2 separate regions of the Gasterosteus aculeatus genome follow, and region 2 is linked to region 1. A link is a contact called in public Hi-C data. All regions are on one chromosome and are shown on one strand. The core of a region is the stretch at or near the end of the contact, and the rest is flanking DNA. Distances in the headings are between cores, read along the strand shown.

Region 1 (3,018 bases), core at 375-2,874:
AGGACCACTGCAGGGACAACCACCATCAGATAGAACCACCATCCACAGAAGGGTCCAGATAGAACCATGGAAACCTGCGAGGAAAAAAAGCACACAAACTGTGTGCATTAGTGATGCGCATTTTTCCGGAGAGGAGCTCGGTGCGTCCCATGAAGTACGGAGACCTGCAGGCCAACAGGTCTGCTCACTTTAGAAGATGGAAGGCAGACGTTTCAAAACAAAGGAACTGAACCCTCCCTGTGTCGAAATTCCTCCCTCAAATTCTATCGAAAGAAAGAACTATCAAATTACAAATATGGTGTGTGACACCATTGTAGTTGAGTGAGTTTAACAGACGTGTTTTAGGTTTTTAACGTTGAGAAACAAGACAAAATACATTGTGCAATTATATTAATCTTCATAATCACCCTTTTCACAAATAAACAAATACATAAAATAAACTAAATTTGCAAGTCCTGATTACACCTTTGTAGTCACACACGTTTAAATACGTCTGCCCGTTTAATTAAGTAAGGCGGGTGTCCTGCTAATCTAATTCGCACATCGGTGACTTCTTCCGTTAAACCGTCTCGGTATCAAATCCACACCAATAAACACGCCGTCTGCGCGCAGAGCCGCGCCTCCTGCGGGTGTTTATTCCACGGCGGGAGGTGAGAGAAGCCGAATCGGACTCCTCAATTATCTCCCGAAGATCTATCAGCCCGACCGTCGCTACGCAAACGGCCGCGAGCCACCGCGCGGAAAGGAGCTCGTGATCGAATCAAGTCGTCGGGAGGTGCGAGAGGTTGGCACGCGCATTGTGCTGCTGGGGGCCGCGGGCGGGAGGCGTGAACGCGCCATTTCAATTAGGCTTTAAAGGTATTGATATGATGGTTAGTGGTTCAGGAAGCAATTCTAGGCAACGTGGATGCTAATAACTGAATAATTGGGGCAGAGGAAAAAAAAACAAGCCTGCTAAAGCCTTTTTTTAAAGTTACAAACTATTTGAACTGTCTACGTCAAGACTAAACGTGTTTAAATACTTGAACGTTCTATTGTGTTGGCTGTTGATGGACACAGTTGTGTGTTGGTGCCTTTACATTTCATATAAACAGGATGAAACCTTAGCTTCCGCCTCTCCTCAGTGGATCCTCCACTAGTGGGCGCTCTTGTCTTTCCAAAAACACGGAGAGCCCCGTCGCGCGCTCGCCGGAGACACATGCACCAGCACCGCGAGCGTCACGGCAGCCTGTGTTTCTCGCTGTTTTCCATCACGGGGTCTCAGACTGCGTTCGCGTGCGGGCAGCGCGCGCTGTGCGTTGTTTGGGAGCTATAAAAAGACGAGTCACGCTCAGCTTTTATCTTATAGAGGAAACAGGCTCGTGTCATCACCCATGTCACAACCTTTTCTATCATGTGAAGTATTATTGAAGGAATTAGATCCATTCTTATCACGTAGGACACTTTCAGCACTGGAATTCAGCCGATTCACTCCGTTCTTCCCATTTTGCTCCCCACTGGTCACCGCACAGAACCAGTTGCCCCGTTGACTGACAACAAAGCTCCCACTAACTTCACCGCGCAGCGACCAATCAGCGGCGGCGGGGGGCGGGGCCGTGCCAAACCAGCTCTACCAAATTCCCCGTCGCGGTGCTTGCAGTTACTTTCCATCCAGGTTTCAGAGCGGCGCTGAGGCACCATCCCTACGCGGTGCGCGGGCGTTTCGGGACGGATCTGTAGCATTCAGCCGCATCGCTCGTTGGAGACCTCTAGTAGGATAACTTCCATCCCCGCTCCTTTGATTTCGTTCATTCTCATATTTAATCATTTTCTTCATTTTGACCATTCGACCTCATTGATTCCTGCGTGTCATTTTTCTGCTGCCGTCGGCCACAGTTTGCTGCTGTCCACCAGAACTGTCTGAAAGGGGAATATCTGAGCATTCCACCCCAGCCACCGCTGTCCTACTCTCTGCTGCTGCTCTGGATGTTGGCGGGACTCCTGGACTATAACGCAGGGGGGATTTACAGCGGACACCGACACCTTTTTGTCTCTGAGGGATGTATTGGAGCGAGGTGAAGTCTGCGCTCTGAACGGGGGAGAATACAAAGCCGCTGTCCGCCGAATGAACTACTGGCGTGCGCCTTTGGCTTTTTTGGAACAGGTCTCTCTCGTGGAGGTGCTCTACGAGGTCTGATCGGAGTTTGTCCCCCCCCCCCCCTCCTCCATTGGATCGGGATATAAGGTGAAGACATTGCCGCGGTCAGCCTTTTCCGGAGCGCTTGTCCTGCGCTCTATTTTTGTGGACACATTTGGTGATTTCGAGGAGGATCGGGCACCAACTGGAGGCGCGCCGGCTAACCATGGGTGACTCGATGTGGAGATATTATTTTGGAGTTTTATTTATTGCCTTCGAAGTGGACTTGTGCCGGGCGCTGATCCTGGAGTCCATCTACTGGAACACAACAAATACCAAGTAAGTGAGACACGCCGCGCGGACACCTGGCCCGCGTAGCTCCGTGCGCGGGGCGACGATTCGATGCCAGACTCCGTGGAAAAATATAGCAATTTAATGTCGGCTTGCCTGCCTTTGCGGTATTTTATTACAATCATCTTTCAAATTCAGAATATCGCGAGTGGAACAAAGAGCAGTCAGCACCGCGTGATTTGCAACTGAATTAATATTCGCGTGTTATCGCCACCTCCTTTCTGACGCGCTAATGTGATTAAACGGGTCGCGAAAGTAATATTTTGTAAAAAAAAAATATAACTACAGTTCATATTTGATCACGCGTTTGGCGCGTTTCTCAGATAACCATAATACTCCGTAAACATCCGATATAAAGATCTGCCGTGCAGCTAAACTCCCAACCTGTTTGGGTAACTGAGAAGAATTGATGTTAACAACACGGGTAATATGTCGGGAATTATACAGACATCATCCACGCCAGCAGCCCGTGTGGAAGCGGCTGTATTTAGACACGCTCATTGCTTTACGGCTTAACTGATTTTCCGTTGCCGTCTCGTTGTCGCCGTTGG
Region 2 (3,018 bases), core at 190-2,689, 760 kb after region 1:
CCACTGCAAAAGGACAGGGAGAATATGAGAGCTGTAATTGGAGACCGTGTGAATTAATTTGCTCGGTGAACTTCCTATGAATCACATCAGGTCATAAAAGCCAGATGGAGCAGAGGGAGGATTGGCACGAGGTGGCGAAGGCAGACATTTAATTAGCTTGCAGAGCGCCGCTTTTACCAGGTCTGCACTGCCATCATGTGGAGAGAAAGGGGTCCCCAAATAGTGGGCGACCCATGAGTGGATCACTTGGATTCTTAAAGCTGAAAGTGAGAAAGCCCCCAGTGTGCCGAATGTACCTCTCAAATCATCAATCATAGCTGGATAAATATTAGAAGTGATCTCTTGTCCCCCAACTAGGGGGAGAATAAGCACTTTGTGCTCATGGACCTGTGAAACCTGACCACCTTCCTGACTATCGACGAAAGTCCATTTCCTACCAGGAAACTCAGCGCGCAGGAATGCGGAGTGGGAGAGAAGCCTGGAGGCGCTCTTATCACTGCCACCTCCTCCAACCGAATTTATGAGGACGTTTCCTTGGCGCGCTCTACGCAAACGTCAGTATTGTGATTCTCAATAATCCCCACCAAGAGGGTGATGGAGGATGTATGTGACAGCTAGAACAGTACCTTCCCCCGGGGAGGGGAGACGTCCCCCCCCCCCCCCACCAGCAGCGGGAATGCTGCTATGCGTGCTACCAGCCATGCATCAATATGAAGAATGTGGCTGGATATGAAACAATTACTCCCCCGATCGCTAATCGATGGATTAGCACAAGGATGGAGATGTGAGCGCAGCGCTGTACAAGCCCCCACTCGTCACCAAGCGGGCCGCACGGCCATGACAGAAGAGACACACACAACCAAGCAGATTAAGTGTATGTATTAGATTCAATTTACCAAGAAAGACACAGTGGAGTGTGGTATCAGCAACTGTTGTAGTTAAGGTGAGTGCATGAGTGGAAAGCGTGTATGCAATGTTGTTTAGTGTAGAAACAAACCACACTCTATGACCAAATACAACACAGTGGCTCAGGAAGGCGAGAGCCGCTAACCGAGGTCAAGGAGGCTTTTAACAGGAGACTGTGACACTGATGGGCAGCACGGTGGTGTGGTGGTTAGCACTGTACCCTCAATGCAAGATGTCTTTGTTTATCTTTATTTTAACCATGTAAAGCGTCTGAGTATTTTGTAAAAGTGCTATATAAATAAAATGTATTATTATTACTAAGATTTAGAATTAATCTCTTTTCAGCCTATGCTTTACTAAAACACACACATTAAGATTAGTTATTATATTACTACTGCTACTATTGCTGATATTTAGTATTAAGAAATATGTACAAACAAATTTATTTATTTTATTTCGATTAGTTTATTATTATAAGGTTCCGAATGGTTTGTTAAAATAACAACAAAGGCAGCGGAACCTTGAATGAGAACTGTTTCAGTCGGACTTATTTGAGCGGTGCACGTGACATGGAGGACAGTGGAAGAACTTGTAACAGGACAGTTATGTTGGTGACAGTTTTCACCAGAGTTCATTCCTTCATTTTATAGCAATGGAAATATTGGATGTTCGGTAAGTAGTGAAATGAACCCGCATCTTGAAATGTTACGTAGCTTAATGCTAATGTTTGTAGCTCAATGCTAATGTTTAGGTAGTTTGCTAGCCAAACTATTCTTCCTCAGGTGCACAGCTAAAGTCACACCGAGAAGGTTAACGCTACTTTTTATAAATGTCTTTCTACAACATATTTTACAATCCTTCCGGACTAACATGTCTCTCGTTTCCTGTTAACTAAGGTTACATATGTGTAATAACCTCGTGTAGTCGGCAGTAATATGTGGGGCGAAAGTGACGTCACGCCGGATCCACACCAACGCTAGTTTACAGTAGAATGTTTGACAAGGCTGCACGTAATCACCGGATCCTTCTCTCCGCTGCAGGCTGGTCTGAGACCTGCAGAGGAAGATGTTTGGTCTCCGGCTGTCCCTTTGGCTTCAGCCTGGGACACAGGTTTGTCCTGTCTCCTGGCACAGTGTCCACAAACTGGCCTCGCTTCAGAAAGCAACCGTTCTGCCCCCAAAGAAAGCCCAAAGCTTACTCTACCCCTTCAGTGCTCTGGAGGCTTACCTGGACAGGTAGTGTCTTTGCTTTCATCTGAAAGGAGTGTGTAGATTCCAGAGGCAGCATGTCTTTGTCCAGGTACTCTTTCAGAGCGTGAAGTGAGTCCTTTGTTTTCAGGTCAGTGGACAGGACTCAGTTCCAGCTCTTTCATCCCAGTTTGGAGGACATGGTTGAAGCAGAGAAGCTCTTCATCTCGTCTCCATCCCATAAGATTGATTACTACATCTCTGCGGAAAGGATGGACCACGTCCCTGCGCTGAAACCGCCTGAGGTTAGCGAGTGTCCTCTGTCACGCTGTTAACAACTGTGCTCCCAACGTGTCCCGACCACGGCTGAACTCGGTAGACATGTGCTGTAGAGACGGTGGAGGCCCCAGCAAAGAACCACAGGGCCCGCCGGATAAAACGCTTTAATGCCAGACGGGTTTTTTTCGGTGCAGGTACATCGTTAACAGTTTGCTAGTTACAGAAGACGTTGGTGTAAGGTACACGTAAGGGTCACGTGTCATCCCACGGGGGCAGACGTGGTCATACAGATGCGTCTTGTCGACGGGTTTTTTGTGCTGAACACAAGCAGGGATGTTCCTCAGGTCTCACACATCCTCATATTCACATGGCAACGTTTTCTGTCAATGCATTTACAAAAGAGTTGGAATCAATCATCTCTGTAAAGCTTATGAATTTAGGTCATTTTTCTTGTGACCTCTTGTTCTCTCTGTTCCGCCCTGAGCTCAACTTCTTATTATTCTTTATTCTTTACTAACCTCATGTGGTTAAGGCGCCAAAGTCTCCATCCTTTGAGGTGCTACATTTAGTTATTCAGAACATTTCGAATGCTTTTACATGACCGCTTAGCGTGTAGATCACCTATGAATCATCCTTATTACAAAGC

Evidence for each region. Hi-C and Micro-C count contacts between places; a contact is called where the count stands out from the background.
Region 2: a Hi-C map of whole body shows a contact between it and region 1, with 5 times the contacts expected there. The contact joins the promoter of gtpbp8 here to the promoter of efnb2a in region 1. A contact is called at or near these places in 3 of 6 Hi-C or Micro-C datasets (skeletal muscle and whole body).

What each region holds. Positions count from the first base shown.
Region 1 is chr16:1,046,114-1,049,131 of fGasAcu3.hap1.1, forward strand. efnb2a (ephrin-B2a) reads left to right here and starts at 1,625. Exons shown (of 5, transcript XM_040202553.2): 1 at 1,625-2,455. The coding sequence starts at 2,343.
Region 2 is chr16:1,807,063-1,810,080 of fGasAcu3.hap1.1, forward strand. It overlaps gtpbp8 (GTP binding protein 8), which reads left to right and starts at 1,440. Exons shown (of 8, transcript XM_040201813.2): 1 at 1,440-1,578; 2 at 1,947-2,141; 3 at 2,245-2,398. The coding sequence starts at 1,972.